Linked DNA regions of Lactuca sativa: region 1 is linked to region 2. Evidence: chromatin contacts called from public Hi-C data. All regions are on one chromosome and are shown on one strand. Each heading gives the region's core, a stretch centred on a gene start, on an enhancer-like site or on the middle of the called end of the contact. The rest is flanking DNA. Distances are from core to core; before and after follow the strand shown.

The links. Hi-C and Micro-C count contacts between places; a contact is called where the count stands out from the background.
Region 1: a contact with region 2 is called in a Hi-C map of leaf, with 3 times the contacts expected there. The contact joins the promoter of LOC111895168 here to the promoter of LOC111895206 in region 2. A contact is called at or near these places in 2 of 4 Hi-C or Micro-C datasets (both in leaf).

Annotation. Positions count from the first base shown.
Region 1 is chr6:27,890,772-27,895,152 of Lsat_Salinas_v11, forward strand. It overlaps LOC111895168, which reads left to right and starts at 2,792. Exons shown (of 4, transcript XM_023891267.3): 1 at 2,792-3,455. The coding sequence starts at 3,126.
Region 2 is chr6:27,707,952-27,712,417 of Lsat_Salinas_v11, forward strand. It overlaps LOC111895206, which reads right to left and starts at 2,885. Exons shown (of 1, transcript XM_023891307.1): 1 at 2,502-2,885. The coding sequence starts at 2,885. The coding sequence ends at 2,502.

The DNA.
Region 1 (4,381 bases), core at 1,542-4,041, 180 kb after region 2:
GTCGGGGGCTTCGTATTATCGAAGTCCGGATACTGGAAGACCCGCCCTATCCCAACACCTGTAGCCACCACGGTTGCGGAGGCGGCAGCAACAGCAGTCTCAGAAATAGTTGCATAGCGATCATCAAAGAACTCCATCATCGCGATCTTGATGGACCCGAGTATCTTCGGGATCTGGCCCCGGATAATAGCAACTACCTCCTCACGGATGATCTCCCTGACGCGGTTTTTTACAATGCTGGCCCACCCTAACTGCCAGCCCCCAATCCCAACCCGGATCCGATCTCAACTCGTCTCATAGTCACCATATTGAAAATACACCAGGAAGATATCAGATAAACCACATATCATAACGGGGAACCAATTCCCAACAAAGCCCTAGGGGTTGTGACTTCCTTACTACGCGTATGGGTCATGTGCTTTCAGTAGTACGAGCCCATACTACCTTCCACACCTACCCATATTTGTCTCAAGGATCATCATAACACCATAACAATACTCTCAAGCATAACTACACACTTAATCCTCACTTCCTAGAGGATGGCTAATCATCTAACAACTGGCCGGCTGACCCCGCACAAATCATCCATGAAACTTCCACCAACCCTGCAACACTCGTGTATGCTAGCCATACATAACACCGAACCCTATAGACTTTCGAATATCTGATCCTCCCCTAAGCTCTTCATCAAACAAGAATATGAAATAAGGCCAAATCAAACATTCCCAGGCTATAAGATCTTATCTATATATAACCATGATGCATACACTAAGCAACTACAGTAATAATGTAAATTCCATAAAAGAAAAGGATCCTAGGCTATCAGACATCATATAATCAGGCTATTCTATCATGCAATTCCTAAAGATCCTTAGCCTATCACTAGCATGTTGTTCTAACATATCACAATATCAAATAATAGTATGGTATTTTGGGGTATACTTACTGGCTCCGGCTGATCATACATATCACATCCTCCTTGAATATTTTGAAAACCGTTTGAAAATCATTTAAAAATATTTTTCCTAAGTTTGAGACTGGATTCACATGAGTGTTCCTCCAATTCACATAAGTGTTCCTCCAATTCACTCAAACCAAGGCTCTGATACCAACTTGTAACACCCATAAAATTCTTAAAAATTTAAACTTTTAAAATGAACCACAAACCATCATTGTTTACAAATTGTTTTCAAAATAAGTTTCATATTAGAGAAATCCCAAAATCGTAAAAACAAAATATGAGCAGGTGCACGATCACGCCTTCACCTTCCCGCAATCCTCTGAAATACCTGAAACATAATCCAAAACTGTAACCCCCAAATATAAGGAGGTGCACGATCACACATTCACCTTCACGCCTCCACATACTAAACATATATCCAACCTAACATATATAGTATCAACATAAATCCTTCCTAATAGCCATAGAAATTTTCCAACTCCAAATCTAACAAAAGTAATATTTATAAATTTATTACTTTCTAATTTAAAATAAACTATTTTGTAATTTTAAATCATAAACTATTTTGCAAATATTAAGTCATAGCTTGAATGGAAAAAGAAAAGGGAAAACGTTTTTGTGTAGACATTTAATTTACCAAAAACTTTGTGTATCTCAATGTAATTGTGCATCCATAAATAACTTCCTGAAAAGATATATGTCGTACAACGAAATAATTAGATTTTTAAAATAACAAATGCAATAAATAGATTAAAAAGAGATTTCATACCTATTCAATTATAGAAATCCTTGTCTAATGAAAGCCATTTCACTGTTACTTTTTCATTTGATCTCATTTTATAAAAACCTATCACATAGAATGTACAATAAGAAAGTAACATACTGTTACCGCATCATTATCCGTAATATAATAAAATTACTCGTTAAAAATAAATACATACAAAACATCCAACTGTCAATGACATACAAGAGGATGTTTGGCTTAGCTTTTCACAGCCAAAATTCCTTTATGAAAAAGAAAAAAAAAACAAAAGATGTTTGGCAAAACTAGTTTTAAAAGCTACTTTTGAAGTTTTTTACACAAGAAAAATGAACTTTTTGGAAAAGTCATAAAATCCTGATTTTTTGTAATTTTTCTAAAAAAGTCCGAGAAGATGAAGACACAAGTTTCATTCTTTTTCTTTTTCATTATTTGCATAGGGACGCCAATCGCTAAATTTGAATTCGGTTATTAAACAGAACTCCTAACGACCGAATTAAAGATGTTAGACGCCAAATGAAAACTGTAAGTGGTCACTATGAGTTGAACGTCACATCTAACCTCGTGCAACATCACCACATGAATAAACAATGCACCCCTCTTGATATCGGATACATTCACTTAATATGGTCACGTAACAGACAAAAATAAATATAGGTTTCTTCTTGCTAAACGTCATACTATTTTCAACATCCCTTGGCATTGGCCTTTGAGTTCATATACCTTTTAAATGATTGCAATAGATCATACATACCAATATTATATCCATTAGATTTATAGATGTATAGTCTTCAAAAAACTGATTTTAGCATACATAAAGAATTAATAGCACAACTTGTGTTTGTTTGTTTTCTCGTTTGTGTTGTACGTTGATAACTAAGTTTTATTAATCAAAGATTATCTTATAGTTATTTTTTAATAGATGATTTAAAAATTAAGCCTAAACTGTATTATTCTGTAATAAAAACCATTTGTATGCTGATCTTAAAAAACTAAACATTTAAGTAAACAAGTTCATATACACTTTTTGTTTTGTTTTTTTTTTTTTTTTTAAATATTAAATCCACTATCATTTTTGTGGGGTTGAATGACAGTACACATTTCATTTAGTTATTTTTGTAATCACCCCAAAAAATAATAAGTTTCCAAATCAATAATAAGATAACAATTTATTACTATTCTGTTTAAGCAACCCATAAAAAACCCAAATCGTATCCACGCACATAATTCATTCAATCAACAGCTCCTATAAAAGCCTTTTTCATCTCTCCACCACCCTTCATCCCCCATTTCCACATCTCAACGCTCCCCTTTCTCTCTCTCTACACCAACATCCATCCAATCTGTGAACCTCCTCGAATCATCTCTTTGTAACGGAGGCTACGAAGCATCGGAATAGCTCAGATGGCGAAGGATCAGTGGTTGGAGGCGGCGCTTACGAACGATGCGATGGTGGCGGAGCTTCTGTTACGGATGAATCATTCCTCCTCTTCAGATTCGTCGAAAGCAACTACAAATTCTACAACGCTCTTACCATCCTTCAGCTGGGGCCATCGGAAGAATCGATCGAAATCCACAGCTCCGACGACCACCGTCTCAAACGGATTCGGTAAAGAACACCGTGGTAGCCCTACCACACATCTGTCGTGGAGCGGTGGCGGCGGCTCAACAAGCGATGGATACGACGAATCTAGTCGGCCTTCAGATCTCTCATCGGGAAGCAGATCCGTCAAGGTTTGTATCTCTAATCAGATTTCTCATCTTTTTCTTTTCTTCCACCGATTTTTTTTCTCTATCTATCGTCGGAAAATTACATCGACTTCACCGGTGTACCCGACGTCGTCTTTCAATTACTCATTCTCTTCAACTATTTCTCGGAAGCTTTTCCCTTTCCCCCGAAATCTGGTTACCGTCGACCTGATCTCTGCCACGCCAGAACTTTTCCGGCCGATCGGCGTTTCCTACACTATTTTTTCTTTTCTTGGGAAAATAAATGCATGAAAACAATTACTATTAAGCTTTTTTTTTACTAATTTACCCTTTTCTCTCTACTTAATTTATCACTAATTTACCATACGCGGGATTTGACTTTTACTTTCTTTATTTTCATATTGACTGAAATACCCTCCGTCAGTAACATCTCCGACGGTAAAAGTATCCCACAAGCTAACAGAAAAAGGACTCTAAAGTCTCTTTTTCCTGTTGCTTCTAAGGTGGCTTAGAGGGGTATTTTGGTAATTAAGACAAGTGTTGTTGTCGAGTTGTGACTTTTAATTGAACAAAGCGCATCAAGATCCAAGAAAGATGAATATTTTCTATGGACATTTTTGCCCTTACCCTTTGTTCTAATTTACATCCATGTAAGTCACGTTTTGTAGTGGGGATAGGGTTCGACGTGCCTAAAGCAAAAGAAAGGGGAGTTTGAAAGGCCAGGGGCACTTTTGTCTTTTTTGTCGTCATCTATTTTTTCAACTTAGTTTAATATTTTTTTTTTTCCTTTTTTTATATTATACGAATTTATCGCCCTTGAATCCGGATCCTACATGGATTTTATGAAAATTATTTTAATTTTTTAAATAATAAATACCGAAGGGAATAATCACGAGTTTTGGATATATTTATGTGAGGGTTTGTCGGCTATATCTTTTTGTCCTTATAAT
Region 2 (4,466 bases), core at 1,635-4,134:
GCCGATTAAGGGAGAATGGAGTCGATGTTGTGGAGGTCGATTGAAGGGAAGTGAAGGGTGAAGACTGAAGACTGAAGAGTGAAGGACGAATTCAAGTTTCGTGGTCGATTAATTAAGGAATTAGGTCCGAAGAAGCAGCCTCGCAGTCTCAGGTTTGTTCGTCTTCATCATAGCAGCTCAAGCCTCAAGCCCTCGTCAAGCTATGTTCGCCTTTCTTTTGTGATCAGGTACTTTGTATGTGAATGATTTTAATTAGGTTATTTATTGGGCTATTTAAAATGTTGGTATCAGACTCACTAAAACTTGCATTTTCATTTACAAATTAATCAAATGGCCCAAATTTGATTCAAATCATAAAATATGAAAGAAAATGAAAAAGCGGCAATAGCGGTGCTATCTGGGTCCGGAAAATAGCGGTTAATTGCGGCACCGCTATTTGAAAATGCTAACTTGAAAATAGCGATTGTAGATTATCGCGAACTGCTATAGCGCACAATTGACAACATAGCCTCCAGGTTTTGTTGATCCCTCCTTTCCAAATCATGTTTGTAAACTAAACAAAGCCATCTATGGTCTTCGTCAAGCATCTCGTGCATGGTACGATGAGCTAAAATCATACCTCATTTCTCTTGGTTTCAAATCTACAATTTCTGACCCCTCTTTATTCCTTCTCACTACCAGACCCTCTCCCATTTATGTCCTTGTTTACGTTGATGATATCATCGTTACCGGTCCATCCATAAATCATATTGATCGTTTCACTCATCTTCTCGCACACAAGTTTTCTTTAAAGGACCTCGGGCCTATCTCTTTCTTTCTCGGTGTTGAATTCCTTCCCGACTCCCATGGTATCTTCCTTTCTTAAAAGAAATACATAATTGACATTCTTCATAAAGCTAATATGAGTGATTGCAAGTCTGTTTCCACACCGATTTCTTGTTCCGATGTGCTTACTTTACATGGCGGTAACCCACATCCTTCTCTATCATAATATTGAACACTTGTGGGAGCTCTACAATAGTTGTTTCTCACTAGACCAAACATTGGTTTTACTGTCAACAAATTGTCTCGGTTTATGCATGCTCCTACTTTTCAACATTGGACTGCCTTAAAGAGGCTTCTAGATTTTTACAAGGAACTTTACATAGAGGCCTTATCCTATGACATGACTCTCCATTACATTTACATGCATTTACAGATGTAGATTGGGCTGGTGACAAAGATGTTTACCGTAGTACCATTGGTTACATCGTTTATCTCGGTTCAAATCCTATATCATGGAGCTCAAAGAGACAAAGTACATTTGCACGCAACACTACTGAGGCATAATTCAGGGCCGTTGCTTCCACAACGACCGAGGTCCAATGGCTCTCCTCTCTTCTGTTTGAACTCGGCTATACACAATCCATTACACCAACTATATACTATGACAATCTAAGTGCTACAACATACTCGGCGAATCCTGTTTTTCATTCTCAAATGAAACACTTAGCTTTAGATTTCTATTTTATGAGAGAAAAAGTTCAATCCGGCACCTTACAAGTTACATCTCCGGTGAGGATCAACTAGCTGACTTACTCACCAAACAGCTGACTTACTCACCAAACTGCTGCTTCGACCACGTTTCAACCTACTTTCATCCAAGATTGGTCTCACTTTAGATTCATCCATGTTGCAGGGGAATGTTAAGTCTCAACCCTTGAAGCACACCCAAAACCCAACCGATCAAAACCATTCAGGAACTAAATTGAAATAACTCCAATTATTTCAATCACAATAATCTGGTCACAGGCTGTCACAAATCAATGTGCATCACCATCTTCTCATTAATATTTAGATATGTATTTTCCTTTTATAGTTCCTGATTTCATGTTGTACGTTTAGCATATATTGCTTGTAATGATATTCACAATGTATCAATTGAATTCAAAATCAAACACAGAGCTCTCTGATTCTTCACACTACATACTTTGAAAAACCATGAGAGAAGTCTGAGGATTCGTGGAGTAAACTTTCACCAATAAACCCATTAAACGACAAAAGATCTATCTACTTTCTTTTTAAAAAAGAGCCCATTAAAAGCAATCACAATTTCGTATTAAAAAATGTCAAAAACGCATCAACACTTTACAATTATCGACAAGTGTTAAAATTTATTATTATTTTTATTAAAAACACGTAAAATGATTGGAAAACTAATTATTAGACTTCCAACTATTCAATAAAAACAAAATACATTAAAACCACTATTAGGATTAATTACATACATAACAAAATCCTTTACAACATGAAACCCAATCCAAATCCTTCAAGATCAACTACCTTATCATCAATTTCCCCAATCTATCAATCTGAACAAGACCTCATAAACATTTGTTGAAACTAATTATGTAATCGACTAAAAACCATTTGCTTAATTACCCAATTCCAATTGCCCCTTCAAATTAATCGGAGCAATTGAACTGAATTTAAAGTTACGTATTCAACACCTGAATCGGAAACTAAGAGAGGCTCAAACCAAGGATCCGCCGGAGACCGGTGGTGGGATCATCGTTCCTCGCCTCCACAAAGTTCTTCATGAAAAAACCCGGTAAAGGAACAGAGCTCGGAGGAGGTGAATCAACAAACGCAAATCCGGCAAAGAATTCCGTTGTTTTAACCGATTTCTCAGAAGCCACTACCTCCGTGGTTCTTCCTTTCTTCCTTACTATTTTCTTCGGTGGTGTTTGTCTCCGGCGATCGGATACAGTGAAATTAGGGGTGGGAGAAGGGTGATTGTGTTTCATATGAGTAGGAACCATTTTAATGGTTTGATGAGTAGAATACAAATTATCATGATGATTGTTGAAAGAATCTTGAGGATGAAGAACAACAACACCACCCATGGATCTATAAGAAGAAGATTAAACTCTACAAAAAAACAAAAGTTGTAGGAGTTAGCGTTACAGAAATGAATGAGTGGTTGAATGAATTGAAAGGTATAGGGGAAGAGGCGTTGTTTTATAGGAAATGAAAAAGTGGGGTCACACGCAGGGAGGCCGAAGGTGTGAGGTAGGCAGAGTATAAGACGTAGTGGGGCTGGATTTACTTGACGCGGTCAATAATTTTGACCACTAATTTAGTTCCTAATAACTTTGACTTTCTTTTGATCTTTGACCTTAAATACCATATGTTCGGCTATATATTATCTTTGGATGTCGATCAAATTGTATTTTAAGTATCAAAGATAAACCCGGAGTCTAGAGTTCATATTACAGAAGGATCATTGTGTACAAAACATTTAGGAGGTGATTATTAATAATAACATTTGAATAATTTAAGATTGTGTATGAAAACGCCTTTTAAAATCCGTGATTTCGACCATGTTTCTTGAGGTATAATGAAATCCGATTTGTGATAATTCATAAATAAATCGATTTGGAATACATGCTTATTCCAAATTCTAAAAGACATAAGTACTTTACAATTATTTGTGTTTGAGAGAAAGGATGTAGAGAGATGAAGAAGTTTTCTCGTATGTTATATATCTTATGTGACGTTCACATCTTTTTTTATATGTATAAGACGATAATTAGTAGGGAAAACTACATCCTTTTAAAGGGGAAGGGTATCACATGTGGTTTGAGGATAGGTACCAATTGTACCAAAGAGATGTGATACCGTTGACGACGGATTGAGAGGGTTAATGAAATTTTGATTGTTGAGCGGGTTGGTAAACAAGTTAATATTGGATTCCATTGCCTTTATTTTGTTTGTTTGTTTTTTCATATTCTACACACACACACACACACATATATATATATATATATATATATATATATATATATATATATATATATATATATATATATATGTGTGTGTGTGTGTGTGTGTGTGTAGAATATGAAAAAACAAACAAACAAAATAAAGGCAATGGAATCCAATATTAACTTGTTTACCAACGGTTAATGAAATTTTGATTGTTGAGCGGGTTGGTAAACAAGTTAATATTGGATTCCATTGCCTTTATTTTGTTTGTTTGTTTTTTCATATTCTACACACACACACACACACACACACATATATATATATATATATATATATATATATATATATATATATATATATATATATATATATATATATAAAGGAAAAGTGAATATACCCTTAAGGATATATAAGCTTAGATACTCCAACTCATCATACTACATCATTTTGTATCATATATATATACATTATAATTGTCCATTGTTCTTATAATTCAACTTCTAACTTAATTTACTTCTAACATTTTTATTTATTTCATATTTATTTTTCTCTTATATAATTTTCATTTTTAACTATAACATATATAGCCTAGTAGGTGTTCGGCAAAAAGATGTGATATAAGATAAAAATATTAGTGAAATTTCAAAAATATTGAAATCAAATCAAGTTAGGGTCGAAGTTTAAGAACATTATAATAAATATATCAAACAAAAAGACCG